Regions from separate parts of the Mus musculus genome. Here region 2 is linked to region 1. A link is a contact called in public Hi-C data. All regions are on one chromosome and are shown on one strand. Each heading gives the region's core, a stretch centred on a gene start, on an enhancer-like site or on the middle of the called end of the contact. The rest is flanking DNA. Distances are from core to core; before and after follow the strand shown.

The links. A called contact is a pair of places that touch in the nucleus more often than the background predicts.
Region 2: a contact with region 1 is called in a Hi-C map of cortical neurons, with 2.2 times the contacts expected there. The contact joins the enhancer-like site here to the promoter of Uox in region 1. A contact is called at or near these places in 4 of 39 promoter capture datasets (the 3T3-L1 cell line, the HPC-7 cell line, HPC-7-derived erythroid cells and 1 more), 5 of 484 Hi-C or Micro-C datasets (cortical neurons, embryonic fibroblasts, nephron progenitors and 1 more), 3 of 115 datasets of contacts at active chromatin or transcription factors (the 230-238 cell line, bone marrow-derived macrophages and embryonic stem cells) and 5 of 9 other capture datasets (adipose tissue, embryonic stem cells, liver and 2 more).

Annotation. Positions count from the first base shown.
Region 1 is chr3:146,593,298-146,599,908 of GRCm38.p6, reverse strand. It overlaps Uox (urate oxidase), which reads right to left and starts at 2,760. Exons shown (of 8, transcript NM_009474.5): 1 at 2,676-2,760. The coding sequence starts at 2,705. It overlaps Dnase2b (deoxyribonuclease II beta), which reads left to right. Exons shown (of 7, transcript NM_019957.4): 2 at 3,402-3,621; 3 at 6,326-6,503. The coding sequence starts at 3,509.
Region 2 is chr3:146,708,583-146,715,210 of GRCm38.p6, reverse strand. No RefSeq gene overlaps it. Among named protein-coding and RNA genes, the nearest start is that of Gm36521, 27 kb to the right of the region's middle. Within about 2 kb of position 3,455, at least 38 of the 459 cell types and tissues checked have an H3K27ac peak or open chromatin away from gene starts, as enhancers often do. A contact at or near this core is called in bone marrow-derived macrophages and cortical neurons, where this site is marked.

The DNA of each region.
Region 1 (6,611 bases), core at 1,511-4,010:
ATCTTTGTCTTTTAAACCATTTCACAGATTAAATTTGCAAGGAACATAAACTACAGCCACAAGTGGAAAGCACACACCAGTAGAAAGATATCTTGACAGGGATAGATGATTGGGCATGAGGCAAATAACAAGCAAATATTTGAAAAATTAATGCGGGGGGGGGTGGATAAAGTTAGGAAGCTAAGAAGATGGCTCAGAAGTGCTTCACACCCAAGCACAATGGCTGGAGTCCAATCCCCTCCACTTGCACACACGAGTGCACATGTGCACATGAGTGTGCGCACACACACACCTCTACACATGTGCATGCATCCTTCATATAGACATATGAATAAAAAGAAAAATTCTACTAATGGGTTATTAATCAGATAAGAATCTGTTGAACACAATTTTTAAAAAAGGATTGGTTATTTTTGAGAGGTGGACTACGTAACAGATTGATTCTCTAGAGAATGCAAAAAGCCAAATAAAGACTCAAAGCTGGGGCTGGAGAGTGGCTCTGCAGATGGAGCTCTTCTTGCTTTGGCAGAGGAGCTGAGCTGGTTTCCAGCGCCCGTGTCTGGTTGGCCATAACTACCTGTCACCTCCAGCTACAGGGGGATCCAAGCCTCTGCCCTCTGAGCACACTGCACCTGTGTGCACACAACAGACACACACAATTAAAAATAAAATACAATATTTGTAAGAGGAGCCCAGTGCTAATGCAGACACCAGGAGCTGGAATACATGAATGATGAAAACATACAAGGATGTGAGAAAGGCAGAGAGAGGAAGAGTTGCCCTCTAAATAAGCAGGATTCAAATCTTCCAGAAACACAAGGTCAGTCTATTTCCAAGCCAGGAGCTCTTCCCGGTTTACTTGGTCACATGGAGAAGAAAGCAATTTCTACTGATTTTACAAATCCTTAGGCTGTGAACATAAGCAGCTCGTTTTCACTTCTGGAACCTAACGGCAGCTTTGTGATCAGGGCAGAGGATAATTTCTGTGCTTTCCCCCTTGCCCTCCACACATCACAGTGCTGGGCTTGTGACATTTTAGCAAATGACCCTGGAGTATACACAGCATGGCTTCAGAAGCAAGGGGCATCATGAAAACTATTCTGTCCTGTTTTCAGATTCCTTAGTCAGCAAACCTCAGGCTTCTCTCTATAATGTCACTTCATTGGTTTTAGTAAAAAGAAAAAAGAAAAAGAAAAAAAAAAAAGGACAAGTTGGCATGTAGGAGTTGGGGCCATGCTGGAATCCCTGTAAACTCAACAGCCGGTTACAGTGTTTGACAGCGAAGCGGTTACATAAGGAGTGTTGTTGACAGACAGCCCACATGATAGAGTCAGCTACACCAAAAAAGAAAGTTTATTAAAAGTGTCTTTCCGGACCTTGCAATGAAATTGGATTTAGCAAATGAAACCTAAACACAGATGTCCTTCAGTCCCACTCGCAGGAAGGTAAGGATGGCTAACACTTAAGGGTCATTTACTAAAATGTCACGAGCCCAGCACTGCAATGTGTGCACGGCAAAGAGGAAAGCGCAGAAATTATCCTCTGCCCTGATCACAAAGCTGCCGTTAGGTTCCAGAAGTGAAAACGAGCTGCTTATGTTCTCAAAATGATTCGACAAAGCCAGCACATGACGTGCCCAATATTGTACCTTTCTTAAAAGAAGTGAATGATACTTTTTTCATTTTAAAATAAATTAAACTTCATGCAAGGAATATTTTTATTGTTCACAGCAATTGAAATTGTTTTTCTGAGCACTATTATAACCTATAAATCAAAATGCAGGAAAGGCAGGAAGAACGTTTGTTGATTTACTTGATTCTGGCAGCTCTCTGGTAGAAAGCTGCTGGTCTGCTGGATTAGAACATCATTCAAGCTGTTCTCAGGGCAGTGGGTTGAAATTTTAGGATGAACCTGCACTGCCAACAAACTTGTTTAAAGTATAAGTTCTGGGAGCCTGGAAAATAGCTCAGTTTATAAAGTACTTGCCACCCAAGCATGGGGATCCGAGTTCAGTCCCCCAGAAGCCACATTTAAAAGGCTGGCCATGGTGGCAAGCACCTATAAGAGGATTTCTAGGGCTGATGGGCCAGCCAGCCCAACCAAGATAGTGAACGCCAGGCCAGTGGAAATCCTTACCTCAAACAATTAAGACAGAATGATTGAGGAAAACACCCAATATGAACTTCAGACCTCACTCACACACATACACATGCTATTGTACACACACACACACACACACACACACACACACACACACACTGGATTCCTGACCCCAGCTGGAGGGAGCCCGATTCTGATCATTTGAGATAAAGCCCAGAATTCTGCTCTTTTGTGGGTAACACAGATAAGGTGAGTTTTGTCAGTGGGTCATAGCACTCCTTGGTCCTCTGTCTTAGGAGAAACAGAGCCACAAGCCCTTCCTTTCCTACAAATGAGAGTCCTGAAGAATACCAGCAAGGCTAGTCCATAGAAGTGACCTGATCTTCAGGGCTCTGGTTTGGTCTGGGTCTCCAAGATGACTCCAATCTGAGTCTATAATCATGGAGAGACAGAGCAGAGCCACCGTGATTCCCAGGCATGAAGTGACTAAGCATGACAGCTGAGTGTAGATTCGAGAAAAGTGAAAAAAATACTTGCAGATGTATGTGTATCTATCTACCTTTCCCTCCTCTCACCTTTCCGTAGTTGTCATGGTAATGGGCCATTTTTCCCTCAGCCTTTAACTTCAGGTTCGATTTCAAGAATGAGACGGAATGGTGTGAAGCGAAGAGTGGTTGGTAAAGGGTTTTATTTAACCCCGAAGAGTAGGCGATCAATACTGCCCTGATTGCATAGTGGACAGTGAGACACAAAGGCCTTTCAAAGCCAAATGCCTCGCTGAGTGGTCAGAACCAGGGGTGTGTGGAAGATAATGTCAACATTTTTGCTGAAACTCAATTGAATTTGCTCTTAGTTTGAAGCAACCTTCAGAATAGTGGTTAGAAGTTATTCCCTTAAAGACAGGGGTTATTATAGGTTATTAACCTATTACATAGGCTACTATAGGACAGATCCTAATTATTAAGAAGGCAAAGGCTTTGTTGTTTCTAGCTAATGTATGAATTACATGCATTTACACGTACGGATAGTCAACTAGAAGAGAAAAGAAACACGGAACACACCTTACTCAACATCTGTTTGTCAGGAATTCCTTTTCTCGAGCGCTTCACATTATTGAACTCACATCAAAGAGTTAACTACATGGGTAGCTGAGTAAATACCCCTTTCCCTCCAGATTTTTCTATGACTTTTGCAAGCTAGTCGACAACTGAGCACAAAGGCTCCCAGAGTCACACTGGAATGTTGTGACAGAACCCATCAGATGACATGGGACTCAGCCTCTTCTGTTTGTGCCCAAACAGTGAACAGCAAAAGTGAACCGACCCGCAAGGGAGCCAACGCGGCCTGAGAAAGACCTGACACTCTGACTCCACAGTCCCCTGCATGGAATGAAGGCCACAGATAGAAAATGACAGCAAAGCCTCTAAGAACAGTTCTTTCTTTGCTCTTCTTTGCCCTCTCTGGGGTCCTGGGGACACCAGAAATCTCATGCAGAAATGAATATGGTGAAGCTGTGGACTGGTAGGTAAAAGAAATGGGTGATTTAAATGTGCAAATAGAAAGTCTGGGACTGTCTCTGGTGACCCTAAGGAAAACCTCCACCAGGCTTCCTCCCTTTAAAATGAAAGAGACTGGGGCTGGGGATATGGCTGGATTGGCAGGATGCTTGCTTAGCATGCATGAAGTTCAAGGCTCAGTCTCTAGTGACACATAAACTGGGCAGGATGGCACACATGTGTAATCTCAGCACGTGGCCTGGGGGGGGGGGGGCAGAGTTCAAGAACATCCTCAGCAATGACATGAGTTCTAGGCTAGCCTGGCTTGTAACAGATAGTGTGTTAAATAAATGAATAGATGCATTAATTAACTTAAAAGAACGAGATTAAAGTGCGTAAACAGGCTCAATTCCCAGGTGGAGCTGTCTGCCGAGTGTGTGAGATAGCCCTGAGAGCTGGCTGCCAAGTGTGTGAGATAGCCCTGAGAGCTGGCTGCCGAATGTGTGAGATAGCCCTGAGAGCTGGCTGCCAAGTGTGTGAAATAGCCCTGAGAAAGTGCCAAGCAGCTTTCTGGAGCCTGAGTCGGTCAGTACTCTTGGGAGGACAGGGCTGGGAGGCAGAAAGGGACAGAGCTGATAACTGTCAGCTGGCAATGTCCTTTCATTGCATGTACCTGAGACACAAGGCTGGCAAAGCTTGTGACCTTTTCTAAAGCCGAGCTGTATCTTTCTTCTGATGGGGACAAGAAGAAGCGCTTGATGGTGCCCAGCATTGTTTGGCTAACCTTCGTTCACGAGGCAACCCAGGCAGTAGACAGGAGGTTATTGGTCTCTAGCACAGTGTCAAAGAGATGAACTACACTAAGTCTCTGTGGTGAGACCCTCCTAGGAGCTGTGGCCACATTGCTGTGCTTCAGCTCTGGAGTTCGAGTCTGCCGTGGTGGTTGACGTCATAGTGTGACGTTCAGGCTAAAGATCAGTTCAGTCTTTCAGCGTTTATAGGTTCTGACTAGGCCCTGCCCCAAGTTTTAAAGACACACGTATAAAAAACACATAGTTCCTTCTGTCGAGGGGCTCAGATTTGTGGGATAGACATAGGACATTGGGGAGTACACAACCCGGAAGGCTTCCTCGAAGAAGTAATTTTGAGCTAAGTTTTAAGAATAATTATTAAATTGTTTTTAAAAATAGTGAGGAGATGCCATGGGAGTTCCAGCCAATAGAGGGTCAAAGAAATTGCAGAATCCAGGAGCAGCCTGTCGAGTTTGTCATTTGAAGTGGTGTCGTGTGCAGAGGTGTCTGCAGACAAACCACAATGGGGGGCATAGGTCATGAAGGACTTCCTGGGCTGTGCCTTGGGATTTGAACCTGATGTTTGAAAGGGAACTGCTGAAGGACTTGGAACAAGATGGTGACATATTCTGCTGTGCATGCCAGTAATGCAAAAGGCAGATGGGAGAAAAATAGCCCAGAACCATAGAGTGAACGGAGTTCATAGTATCATAGACAAGATGTGAAGACCCAAATAAGAGGTGGCAGTGGAAAGTGGGGGGGGGGGGCAAATTGGGATTGATAGCATTTTTTTATTTATTTTATTTTATTTTATTTTAGTCACAACTGAATGGGTATATTACTTAGAAATACGTGTCATAAGGCAAGCATAGCTGCTTAGCAGAGAAGTTGCTGAGCTGTCACAAAGTGAGCATAGTCCCTGCCGTGTGTCAGGACCTGGCCTTGGGAGTAAGAAGGCAGGACACTGGAACACAAGTGTAAGTCTGTAGAGAACTTGGCAAAGAGAGGGTAATGTTCTTGGGAAGACCATTGCATTGTAATGATGTATGTATTATGTTTGGCTTACAGAGGCTCTTGGGGTTAATTACAGGGTTTCAAGCTATTATAATATATTTGCCTAGACCAACAGTTTTTTAAATTAGGGGGAATTTGCCCTTGGAGAACTTTTGACAAAGTCTAGAGACAATTTTGAGCATCACAACAATGGGATACTAAAAGTGAAGGGACAGATATCTTACAGGACACAGGCCAACTCAGTAAAAATTAGTTTGACCACAATGGGCCTACAGCACATAAGAAGGCCTGGACTGGGTGATCCAAGGCTGGCTGAAGTCTATGTAGGTCCAACCACTTGTTTTCACTGGGAAATATTCAAATAACAAGTAGAAAACAATAGATGCAGAGAGAAAAGACCTGCTTCAAAGACTTACGGAGCAAGTCCTTAGTCCAGAGCATTCTGGGAAACAACTGAAGAATGTTGCTGAGGACCAAGCCTCAAGAATGCCTCCACCTCTGCCTAAGCCCACGCCCAGATCTCATACCCACCTGAGTAGACCCAAAGAGACCAGGCCAAGCACTGTGGAAGGAGAGAATCCAAAGTTCCCCAATGCTAACCTAGCCTGTGACCTTCTCTTCCCTGTGGCCACTGGGGTGATGGGGACAACAGAGAGAATCACTCCCAGGACACATGGGCTTTCATCTCATGGGCTCCAGCCCCTAGGCCAGCTGATGTTGTAGAATATATGCCACCCATACCAAGCTTGTCCTCACTAGAGAAAGGCAAAAAGAAGAGATGGAGGGATAGGCAGAAGCCTCGAGCCTTCCCTTTCCTTACAGGCCTCCCGTGAAACACCAACGGATATATAAGTGTTTAACAGAAAGTGTCGTCAGAAGAGCGGTCAATAAATGATAACAGATCATAACTTTTTGCTCTGTTAGGTTTATCTTTTATAAGTTACCCAAAAGGACTAGCAAGGCAAGTGAAGAGGCGGGGCTGCAGTACCTGTACCTGGACTCCACAAGACAAACCTGGAACAAGAGCCTCTACCTGATTAACAGCACCAGGAGTGCTCTGGGGAGGACCTTACAGCATCTGTATGACACACATAATTCCACGGTAGGTGACAGTCAACCATTTGTGGAGACCATAGATCAAAAAAGGATGTTTGGTGTATGTGTACATATACATATACATATACATATACATATACATATACATATACAT
Region 2 (6,628 bases), core at 2,206-4,705, 110 kb before region 1:
ACAACACGTGGCAAATGCAACCTACTTTCCCCTACTAAGTTGTGTGGCAACTGGATAATCAAAGTGACCCTAATCCTCAAAGTCACTTATAAACGGTATTTTGAGTAAGGGTTTTGGGAACTGATTGGGTCATGAAGACAGCAGCTCTTAAATTTAACCAATTAATGAATTCATGGGTCATTGCTCTTGGGGTGTCAAGGTGGTTCAGTGGGTAAAAGTAATTATTCCTAAGTCTGTTGAGCTATTGTAGATCCCCGAGACTCTCGTGGTAGGAGATAACAACGTCCTCAAGTTGTCTTGTGACTCTACATACTCGTGAACACCCATATACATTCATTCATGCACACATACTCAATTAATTTTTGAACATATTTCTCTATTGTGGGTTAACTTGGAATGCCTGTAGAAAGAAGCCTTTGTTAAAGGGCAGGGGTAATAGGGCCTGTTATGGAGGAAGAAAGGCAAATCATGTGTTAGGAAGATTTCAGTGGGGTAAGGACTGGGAGACAAGGAAAGGTGGGGTGAAGAAAAGGCAAAGCAACACAAAAGGTGCCAGAAAGATCCATGTGAAACCTATGCCTTCATAAGCTTCCGAAGAAATGTATTTAAGACTTTGAATGGAATTACCTTGTGCTCCTCCTGAAAGACATAGATAGCAAACAAAAGTCCCAGCACCAGATGTGTAATATCCCCATCTGCATTATTGAGCAAAGGAATCCCCAAAATCTTAAAAAAAACAATACAAGAATTTGCCATTGCTCTTGGTTGCCCACCAGAACACGACAATAAGACCCTATCACTAAAGATGCCATGCGTTTTTGTCACGGGACACGGAAGCTTCCACCCCACCGTTTAGGTTGCACAGAGTCAGAGGGTGCCATGCAAGGACCTGGGAAAGAAGCCATCAACAATCTTACCTGGCTGTGAACCAAGCAAGCTACAACAAAGACCAGCCTGGCAAGAAACACACACACACACACACACACACACACCAATGTAGCCGTGGCATGGATAATGTGGGAGTAACCAACTACTTCCTAACTGGATTTAAGGTTGGCTCTCCTCATAGAACTCATGCCTGGTGTTATCCGCCATGGCTGAGACCTCATGGCTGGGCTTCTCAAGGTCCTGAGGGAGAAGCTGTCATTATTATTTTGACGGGTGATAAAGTGTCAGACTTTCTTCTCAATGCTTACTTGTACTCCCATAGATTACTACATCTTTCAGCCCTCATCAGGGAAGCTGCTTTTTGCAGTGGATGATGGTTAATCCTGAGCCTCACAAATGGTCAAAGTTTAGAGAATAAGGGACCACGGAGTGTCCAGCGCTAAATGGGACATGGATATTACACACGAGAGAGACAGACACAGAGATGGAGACAAAGAGCCAGGGAAGCTCGTGGACTATCATAGAATAGGACACAGAGAGAAAGACTTTAAAGTGCCAGAGGTTGGTTAGGACCACTGCACAAAAAAAAAAAAAAAAAAAAAAAAACAAAACAAAATGACAACAACAACAACAACAAGCCTTTTGGATGTGACACAGCCAGTTCACTTAGACCTCATAGCAACTGCAAGTACCTACACAAGATCAAGCTGGTTAGTATCCCAGCATGGCTGGGGTTGTGGGGGACTCACCAGGTCCCATCCCTAGCTAAGGAGCTATTGGTAGTTGATGATTACTGGGTGGTTGGGTTATTTCTCTTCATGTGTATGGCCCCTAATAGGCTTCCTTTGGCCCCAGTGGATGATCCAACACCCATGCACAAACAGGTAGCAATAATTTGATTCAGTGATCTATACATTTTTTTTCTAAAGTAAGAGTAAATGAAGTGAGAGAATAAAGTAGACTGATGTGCCAAGGAAGAGTTGGTGGAGAGGTGTGGAGGGTTGTACGATCAAAACACATTGGATACATATATGAAATTCCCTCAGAATAAAATACAAAATAATTTGAGCTTTCTCTGCCATGTGCACCAGCTCAGGGCTTTGCAGAGAGTCCTCAGCAACAGGAAGTTCTACAGCCAGAGTCCAGTCCTAGCAGATAAACACTCCCACACCTGAGGTTCAAGGGACAGGGAGGGAGAGGGGGCAGACAGACTGTAAAAGCCCAAGATGCGGGAGTTTTCTGAGACCATGTATCCTAGTAACATCAGAAGCTGTACTCATAAAGTCTTACCAACACCACAGCCAAAGTGGGAGCGGAACAGAAGGACACCTACAGAAATGACAAGCTGGGCAGGGAAGCCATGAGGCTGTACCCCAACACAAAGGACTGAAGCAACTGATAAAGCTGGGAGCAGGAGAAGTGTCTCCAGGCAGAGCACACATGTTGTCCGGTGCCCAACGATCAGCTCTGAAAACATACGCCCAAGTAACATCATATGAACTCAACAGGTTCTATTTAGCAGTATATGTGTATGTACAGCGACATAAATGCATTCTATAACATTTACATTTGATGAGCAGAGAAGGGTTGTGTGAGAGGTTGGAGGGAAGAAGGTGTTGTGTTAGAAAGCTGCTCATTTCTGGACAAATCACTCCAGGCCAACAACAAATCAACTCCAGGTTTTGTTTCGGGGGAGCGAGAAAGGGAAGAAAGAGGAAAAGGGGGTAAGGGGTCGGGGTCTCTGCCTTTTATTCAGGCTGTGAGGTAGATACACCACTTCACACAGGTGAGGCACCCACAGGTTAGGCGTATGCAGGGAGTGTGTGGCGGTTGCCAAGGCAACAGATGCAAGAGGGTCCTTGCTGCCTAGGGTGACATCATCACTGGATTCGGAGGCTGACCTTAAAGCCGTTTCTAATGCCAACAGAAGGGGAAGGGAGAAACATTGTCAATATATCAAAATCTCAAAAATAAGTTGAAAAAAATTTAAAAAAGCATTTCCAACCATCATGAAAGCTGACAGATATGTAAATTCAGCCATAATCTACTGGTGTTGGCTCCCTGCAGTGGGGCACCAAAATCCCCAGTTCACAGTCTTGAGATTTAAACAAATTATTGTCAGTATTTTAAAAAAGAAGTTCCACATTAAATGTAGCCTTTTAACTTTACATCTTCCAAACTCCAGAAACCTGAGTAAACGTTTGATTTTTTGCAAGGCACCCTTGTGGTATTCAATCATAGTAACAACAAAATAAGGTGAGTAAGACTTATGACAATGTCCAGGGAAGAGGAAGAGGAGGAGGAGGAAGAGGAGGAAGAGGAGGAGGAGGAGGAGGAGGAGGAGGAGGAGGAGGAGGAGGAGGAGGAGGAGGAGGAGGAGGTAAAAATGGTGGTTAGCTGGCAAAACCACACAGAATGGGAAGTGGTGTGGCTGTAAACAGAGCCCTGGCAAGGGAAAGACACTTGCCATGTTCAGAGCTATCTTTGCAAGCTAGGACATCCAGCACCTGACTCTGCCCTGCCTGTCACTCACATCCTTCCTTCCCTAGATTTGAGCATCTCCGTTGCTTGGAAACTCACATAAGGCCTGAAGGAGAAGCACTGAACGCCAGCCAATCCTCACCCGCTATGGCTGCTTTGATTGCCTCTGTGGCATTTCAAGGTGAAAGTCTATATTTATCCACATCCTTTGGCTTCCTCTGAAACATTTCAGACAGCCTCCGTGAGGCTCTGAAGTCCCTCCTGCCTCCGCAGGACCCCGTGTCCTCACATTCTGACCTTTCCAGAGCTTCTCTTTGGGGGTCCTACTCTCTGGGACAATGACCAGCCTGGGGGCGGAAGACAACTCTGATCATGTCTGCTTTTCCTTTGGTCTCTCATATTCCATTGCATAGCCGCAGACAGGAGAACCATGTAAGATTTGAGTATCACATAAATAACAAGCTTTTCCAGATATTGTACTGTCATTATGAGCTCTTTCCTTGAGAAAAAGGCAGACTGCCCCCGGCAGCTTTCATCCACCTACTCCTTTTTCTCTTCGCTTAGTTAGAAAAAAAAAAAGCCACTGTGGTGGGAAAACTCACTTTGCAAGAATCCTACGCCCGAAGGGCCGTCTGGCTACTGCAGAAAGCTTTCCTTTGACAGGAAAATGAACAATTTCATAGTCTTTAAGGAAATAAAAACAGTTTCTCGCTTTTTTTTTTTAGAAATGGGAAAAACAGGAGGAGAATTCTAAGGGTGGGGGTATATTTAAGCATTCCCAATATGTGGATGTGTGTGTGTGTGTGTGTGTGTGTGTAGCAGGAAAAGGCCATTTGACTCTTCCCCGAAGGATTGGATTCAGGAATATGCTCCTGTTTCGTATATTTCTCTCTCTAATACATAATCAGCTTGTAAAACACAGATCCACCACGGAAGTGTCTCTGTTATTCTAGGATGCTACCACAGGTGGCTGTCCAGTAAGGACACGGGGAACTGAGAACTGTGATCATCAGTTACTCACAGAGTAACTCTGAGTTCAAGTTCTCACCACTCACCGCTCATCTACACATCTGTAAAGTAGAAACCGCGTGCCTTTCCCCATTGCTTGGTCGGCAGTAGAGCGATGAGAACATCGAATTTCTGGTTGGGTTTGAACAGGATCCGAAGCAATCAGTACATGATACAAAGTGGACAGACTGCTCTGCAGCGGGCTTCTCAGACATTTCTCATCATAGCTCCGGCGTGCCCAAGATACCACCATGCCACCATCAGCTTTTAAACCAGGTATATAAACCAAACACTTACTAACACTAAATGAAAAGACATTTATTTGAAAACAGTTCTTTGGTAGACATATAATTTTGCCACTTATTAAATCAAAACCAAATCTACATTCTGATGAAGAGACCGATCTGCTTATTTATTCTCATGCAAAGGCTTGACTTGTGACCGAATATTTGACTCTGAAAGACATGAAGTGTCTTTAAAAATGTTCAGCATTAATTGATATTTTGGTTTTATAATTGTCAGTGCTGAGAATCCCCGCTCCACATAAATAGACAGGACAAGATGACAAACATATGTTTAGGGACATTTCAGAAATCATTGGAAATGCTTTCTTATTACAAAGCCAGAACTCATTTCACAGTTATTTATGCAACCCAACTCAGCAGCTCAAACGCTCTAACTCAATACAATCCAAAGACAGATTCATTTGATGCAAGCTAAAGAATGGCAGTAGGGAATATTAAAAAGTTGTTGTTGTCCATAATTAAATCATTGTTTCCATACGAGCAGAGAACTTGGCATGCCCAGTAAAAACACTGCAGTTCTTCTCACACATAGTCTCCAGTCTGAGCTGGGATGTTCGAGATGTGCTGTTCGCTAGTGCTGCACTGCCTGACATGTATAGAAGGTCCATTTGTGTGTCAACAGCAAGGCTCTTGGGAATCTACATATATGACACAGGTGCACGCTGCCAGAAACATCTCCGGTTCATTCCACATTTCTTATGAACTAACGTTGGATCGTTGCATGTTCACAAACCTTTCCATGTTTCTAAACCTTTTCATGACTCTCATTCATTTACATGATCTCCTCCGGGCTTAGGGCTCACACTATAAGAAACTGTGCTCATCATGAGGTACGTAGCGAACGTAGCTACAGGGATGGTAGTAATACAAACAAACAAGCTATCTAGAAAATATCATTCAGCACAGATTGGAACATAAAACAACAACACAAAATGAGAGGACACAGGTCCTTCGAACAGACCCCCTCAGTGTCCTTCCTGAACTTAGTCTAGACTCCCTTCATCAGTAATTTGAAGCTGAAAGTTCTAGAAATACAGCATATTAGAATCAGACATCTTAATCCTTATTCACAACACACCAGCACTGTGGGTTCATTTAATGTTCTCCATCCCTCTCAAAGCAGCTCCCTGGGGCCTCTCCTTTCCTTGCTTTGCCACCATACCATCCCCTGAATTTGTCCTGACATTACTGACTTGAACTGAGGCCCACTTCCTGCCTACTGAATTACTCCAGTGTTCTTAGTCATTCATTCCCATGACTAAGCCTCAGAAAGACACCCTGTCTATAAAGAGATTATGTCTAGGTTCCTTGGGTAACAAGAGTTGTCACTTGCTCTGGCCCTCCCCTCCCAAGCTGGCTTTATCCTTGCTTGTCTCCCATGTTAGGCCGACAGGGTAGCAACAAGTACCTGCTTGTAAGATGCTCACTGATCAGTAGTGCTCACCCCTTTGTGTGGTCCCTCCATATAGACTTGTGAAAAATACCAGGGCAGAAATAAGGGTTTCCTTGAAGGGATTGCTCTTTCTCCCTTCTTCCTTTCTTCCTGCCTCCATCCTTGCGATGGAATCTATGGAGAGGTTCTTGTAACAAGAGATGGATATTTCAGCTCACAGCAGCATAAGCAAACACAGTCCCGTGTCCGTCCCCCCCCCCCAAGCCTCACAAAGCCCATAATATCCAGCCACGTTGTTGAGGCTATCATGGATTCATGACTCTCAGACACTGTGAGATCCCAAACACACATTGTTATAACATTATAATCAGAGAGTTATAATGACACCATGGTATATAACTAATTCAAATGTCATCTTCATTGCTGTCTCCTGTCCCTACCACATCTATCCCTACCAGCCACTGGCACCCATGCAAGCCTTAGCTAAAAATTAACTCTATAAATCTCTCCCACATCTCACCTCCAGTGTCACATTAGTTACACAGACCTGTGT